Regions from separate parts of the Mus musculus genome. Here region 1 is linked to region 2. The links are chromatin contacts, called in public Hi-C maps. All regions are on one chromosome and are shown on one strand. Each heading gives the region's core, a stretch centred on a gene start, on an enhancer-like site or on the middle of the called end of the contact. The rest is flanking DNA. Distances are from core to core; before and after follow the strand shown.

The links. A called contact is a pair of places that touch in the nucleus more often than the background predicts.
Region 1: a contact with region 2 is called in a Hi-C map of the G1E-ER4 cell line, with 3 times the contacts expected there. The contact joins two enhancer-like sites. A contact is called at or near these places in 1 of 39 promoter capture datasets (embryonic stem cells), 2 of 15 datasets of contacts at CTCF or cohesin (embryonic stem cells and large pre-B cells), 47 of 484 Hi-C or Micro-C datasets (the G1E-ER4 cell line, the HL-1 cell line, the N1E-115 cell line and 13 more), 3 of 115 datasets of contacts at active chromatin or transcription factors (bone marrow-derived macrophages, embryonic stem cells and microglia) and 2 of 9 other capture datasets (embryonic stem cells and embryonic tail).

What each region holds. Positions count from the first base shown.
Region 1 is chr13:45,234,120-45,236,914 of GRCm38.p6, reverse strand. No RefSeq gene overlaps it. Among named protein-coding and RNA genes, the nearest start is that of Gm34466, 32 kb to the left of the region's middle. Within about 2 kb of position 1,439, at least 10 of the 459 cell types and tissues checked have an H3K27ac peak or open chromatin away from gene starts, as enhancers often do. A contact at or near this core is called in the G1E-ER4 cell line and extraembryonic ectoderm, where this site is marked.
Region 2 is chr13:45,030,114-45,032,813 of GRCm38.p6, reverse strand. No RefSeq gene overlaps it. Among named protein-coding and RNA genes, the nearest start is that of Gm23104, 5.1 kb to the right of the region's middle. Within about 2 kb of position 1,378, at least 60 of the 459 cell types and tissues checked have an H3K27ac peak or open chromatin away from gene starts, as enhancers often do. A contact at or near this core is called in the G1E-ER4 cell line and extraembryonic ectoderm, where this site is marked.

The DNA.
Region 1 (2,795 bases), core at 190-2,689, 200 kb before region 2:
TATCTACTTTGTTTGTTTAACAATTTCTGTTTCTTAATATCTTTGGAACATAGGGAAACTGAAGCAAGCCGTTTATGGACCTGAACGTCCAGTAGCATTCTCTCTTGTAGCTTGAACATCTTGTGTAAGCCCAGAGCTTGGCCATCCTGCCCTCAATGGGACTCTAGCGGTGAGAGCTCTTTGCTCTGGGATTCCTGCCCAGTCTTCCAGCCCTCCCTTTCCTTTCTCCACTGAGTCGGCCCTTCATCCGGATGCACCCTTCTGTGTTCTCTGCTCCAGGTGACTCTGCACATGCAAGACCATCTTGGCTTTTGTCCTCAGAGGACTAAGCCGGGGAATCTCTCTTCATGGGAGAAGAGATCACCTCTGCAATCAAGAACTTAAGACACCCACTTTCTACCTGGTCGCAATGTTTACCTCGGCTGTCTAGCACACCCAGTCTTTCACCTTCGGTCCAGTCGCTCCCGCACGGTGGCTCAGCTCTTCTGTCCTCTGACTTGCTTGCTTCCCCTCTTGTTGATTTGCTTCCCTCTATGGGGCCGAATTACAGCTCACGGTTTCTCCAGCTGCAGCTGTGATTGGCACAGGTGAGGATGATTACTCATAACGAGGTTGCTTTCTAAACACCTCGGGCAACTTCGCATCCCTGAATAGTGTTCCTGATCCTTGTAACAACCAAAAGGCCAGCCTTACCTGCTTCCAACTGCCACACCCATAGAACATTTGGAGTAGTCTCTTGTCACTTACATATGTCCATTGTCCTTCCATCATAGTAAACTGAACATACCACAATGCCTTATGACTGGAACCGACCGTCAGTGTTCTCTGCCAGGGAACAGGTGCCAGATCCTGCTGTCACCAGTTTTAGGGCAAAAGCCTAGACTCCAGTGACTCTAACAGGTTAGGCTTGGCCACCTACTCTGAGACATCAATTAAAGGGGCAAGTGATGGAGAGATGTGGAGAACAGATCAATCTATTTGGAAGAACAGATAAAAGGGGTTCGGCAGTCCTAAGTTCGTCTTCAGTGGAATGGCATGAGTTTCAGGTTTAAATAGAGGGAGGATTGGGACAGGGAACAAGAGGAATGCATAATTAAACAGCCCTACTTAAGGTGGTCCGATAATCGCTGTCTCCCTTCTGAGTCCAAGGAAGTCCCTTTTACTCACCAGGTTGAGATAACTCAGGTAAGATGATTATTCATGCTTCAAGGTAAAGCTCGCCTTCATAGACAAGTGCCTTTTTCTCAGCAGTGGCCTGTCCTACAAGGCTCTGCTGTCCCTTCAATCCAGGGTGACTTCACATTTAGGACAACAGCTTACTTAGCTCTGTGCTTTCAGCCTTGAAGGAGGATGGCATGGATTAAGCAGGCACATGTTCCCTAAGTGACGAATGGGGTCACACAGGAGTCTAAGACAAAAGCGAAGGCGACAGACACCAAATGAAGGCAGGAGGTGTCAGCTTTCTCACCCTGCTGCTTAAGTACTTTGTGGGCCCAAGAGAGGAGACAGTGAGTTTTAGAAATCACTCTCTCTGTGAGCCTGTTATCATGCCAGAAATGATTTCACAGTTCAATAGACTGATGCTGCTTGGTCACCAGTCCCCAGCCGATCCCCCAGCATGGGTGGTGATCTCATGACTAGATGAGTTTGCTCTTCCAGTCCCCAGTATAACCGTTATGTCCCTCTCCACTCTGCAGAAAGCTCTGACCTTTACCCTACACAAACCCAGAAAGAGAACTCTTTTCCAACATAAAAAAAAAGTGGGTACCACAAGTTTGTGTGTCTTCACGCTCCTGCCCACAACTGTTAACTTCTGAAACACCTGTTCTCTGTGCCTCATCTTCCCTCTTGGGACAGCAAAAAGAGGGCTCTTTCCCCTGTCTAAAGCCACACCCCCATCTGTGTTCCCATCTCCCACTCCTACAGAAAACATAGCATGAAAATCTGTCTCTGTTATCTTCCCTCTCTCTTGCCTCCTAGATTCATGTTACCCTCATTCAAACATATTCTTCTTTCTCTGTCACGCAAGCAGCTCATTGTTTCGGTAAAATGTGTAGCACCACTTCCCAAGCTCCTTATGAATGCTTCATTCTGGAGTGTGGCGTAGCTTGCCTAAGGGTTTAAAAATAAAACGACCCCCCCTTTAATCCTGTATCACCTCCAACAACTGTCAAGTCCCTCTGGCTGTCTTCCCTCATAGTCTCTACTCATTATCTTGCTCACCCTGAGGGATCTTTTTGTTTTATCTTAACCCTGTTGTCACTGATGAATCAGAATTGCTCTTTCCTAGGGCGATAAGGCACGATTTTGTGGACACGATCAGTGTTCATCTTGCCTGACCTCTTGGAAGCATTTGCTGTCTTGTTCCATTCTTAGAGAACCACAAGCTACCACTAATTTCTATGATACCAACACCTCCCGTTTTACCACCTGCATCTGACCGTCTTCCTTCCGTGGATACTTTGCCTTTCTGACTATCCCTTTAAAATCTGTGAGCAGGTTTTGAAATCAGTGGCTCAGTGACTAGAGCCTTTGTCGATCCTGTTGAGGACCAAGGTTTAGTCATAGGTGACAGTCATCTTTTTCTTACCCTTCAAAGTTTTCACTGGCTATATCACTCTGGGGATGACCACAACCTTTAGAGACTATGTGCTAACAATTTACCCAGCCCAGTCCTCTCTCCCAAGTCAGATCCTCTTACCATCCTTGGATTTACATCAGTCTTAGATTCTACTGAATTCACAATTCGTAAGTTTGAGCTATCAATAGCACAGACCACTCTAGGCATTTTCTAC
Region 2 (2,700 bases), core at 129-2,628:
GGCCACTGAGAAGTGTCTGAGTTCTCCCAGCCTATCAGCCTCAGATCACATCCTTTTGAGCAATCATACCTCTACATAAGTGCCTACAAGATTACAGTATCTCAGTGATGGGGCGTGGCCCAATGGATAAAGTAATTAGTGAGCAAGCCTGAGGGTCTGAGGTCAGATCTCTTGCACCTATATCTCACCCAGAGGCAGACAAGAGGAAATCGGGGGCTCGCTGGTCAGCTAATCTGGGCTAAACAGCAAGTTCCAGGTTGGTGAAGAGATCTTGTCTCAAAAAAGTAAAATGGAGCAGGATAGAAGAAGATACTCAGAGATGCCTTCACAGAGAGAGACAGAGACACAGAGAGACAGAAAGAGACAGAGACAGACACACACACAGAGACAGAGAGAGGCACACACACACACACACACACACACAGATAAAAACAACTTCTCTCATTCTTTGGGCCTTTGTTTCTGGTCTCCCAGGTCACACACACACACACACACACAAAATCAATTTGTTATACTGTTCTCTTGTTAATCTGTTGTAAGTCTCCAATCGAAATCTAGTGATGGGAGGAGAGAGAAATCTCTTCCTCCACAACTGTCTACTGGGGTCGGGAAAAGTATGCATGTCCTGTGCAATATTTTGGGTGTGACTAAAGGGTATTTGCTCTTTGCCGGGAATCTAAATGTAAGTGGGCATCCTGCCCCTCATCTGCCAGGCCTCTTCTGAGGAATGTGATAACACCGGTTGATACTAGCACACTAACTGTCAACAGCCCTGAAGGGAGATTAGCCATTTTGTGGCATTTTCTCCTCTGTCAGGGGTTCACTCCGTGACTTTGAACTTTAACAGCTGTGGCTTTCTTGTTTTTAAAAAAACGAGGACCATAAAGACTTCCTCAAAAGTGTTAAGTCCTTTAAGGGGACGTAGTGTATGCACTGAGGGAGGCTGAGAGCTGAGCGGGGAGCGGTGTCAGCAGACTGAGGACAGCTTGGGTTACAGGATGTCAAGCCAGCCTGGGCTGTAGAATAAGACTTTTTCTCAAAAACAGAAAAAGAAAAAAAAGAAAAAGAAAACAGAAAAAAAAAGTTAAATAGCCTCATTTATTATAGCAGAATAGCTTGCATATAGGCATGATAGGCCAAGAAATAACACAATTCACACATCAGTTCTAGATGCGGATGAACCTCAAGAAACCCTAAAAACCCAAGCAACCAGTCTTCCCCAGTATCTGCCTCTGAAATGCAGAGCCGAGAATCTTGCTTCCTAGGAGAAGGCGTTTAGCCCAAACGTGTCAGAGTTCTATTTTAGAACTCCAGAGTCGGTATCAGGTCTGTCAGATGGAGTTTCCATCTCTTGCTCTCCCTGAAGAAACTGACTCACAGCAGGAAACGTTCCCGTGGAGGTCCTGATGGGGGTCACTCAACCTTGTCCCTAGCCCGCGGCTGTTTATCCTTTTTAGTTCCGTGTTCAGAAAAGTACACTGTCACTAGAAAACTTTAACATACAATTTTTTTTCTTTGACTTTATATTCTTTGTAGCCATGATAAATTCAGATGACCGAATTGAATCCCAAAAATGTAAACCTCCCGGATGTCTGCAGCAGGCCAGTGTCTTGAGGAAGACAGCAGCGTGCCCTTTCCTCTCTCAACCTCTCAAATGATGAATTCTTTCCCCCAGCTTCATGTGAGGAACAGTAGCAACAGCCAGAAGCCAGCAGCTGGTGACGGCAGCGTCCTTGGCAGCTGATGTGAGCTGCAGCGCCCCCTGCAGGCCCTCAGAGACGCAACGCGGTGTCAAGATCGCATCCTGGCTACCAGCTCTCAGGCTGCTGAGGTCTGCCCTCTGCTGACGATAGAGACTAACTACACTTTTTAAAACAACTTGTCTTTCTCAGTGCAAGGGACCCCATTCAGATAAGGTGCCCTTTACGCGTGGGTGGGAGACCAAGTCTCTACTTTGGATTTCTGCAATCTAAATTCATGGACCCCTCGGTATCACAAAAACAAAAACAATACACACAAATGAACCTACGTTCAAGTCTTGTCTCTTATGATTTTTTTTGGTCCAATTTTGAGATTTATGAAATGATGAGAGCAAATGGGAATTTTCACAAGATTGGAATTGCATGGTGGAGAGAGAGAAATGGATCGTCAAAAACAGCCGTAAGGTTAAACAGGTGTGAATGCGGGATAAATAGGTGTTCGGCGTTGTTCTCAGTGCAGAAACACTGTGCACTGGCTGGGTTTTGTGTGCCAAATTGACACAAGCTGGAGTTATCACAGAGAAAGGAGCCTCCCTTGAGGAAATGCCTCCATGAAATCCAGCTGAAAGGCATTTTCTCAATTAGTGATCAAGGAGGGAGGGCCCAGCCCATTGTGGGTGGTGCCATCCCTGGGCTGGTAGTCCTGTGTTCTATAAGAAAGCAAGCTGAGCAAGCCAGGGGAAGCAAGCCAGTAAGCAGCACCCCTCCATGGCCTCTGCATCAGCTCCTGCCTCCAGGTTCCTGTCCTGTGTGAGTTCCTGTGCTGACTTCCTTTGGTGATGAACAGCCATGTGGAAGTATAAGCTGAATAAACCCTTTCCTCCCCAACTTGCTTCTTGGTCATAATGTTTTGTGCAGGAATACAAACCCTGACTAAGAAACACTGCTCTATATTAACAGTTCTGTGATCCCAAGTTGAGGGTAAAAATGATGTTCAAGC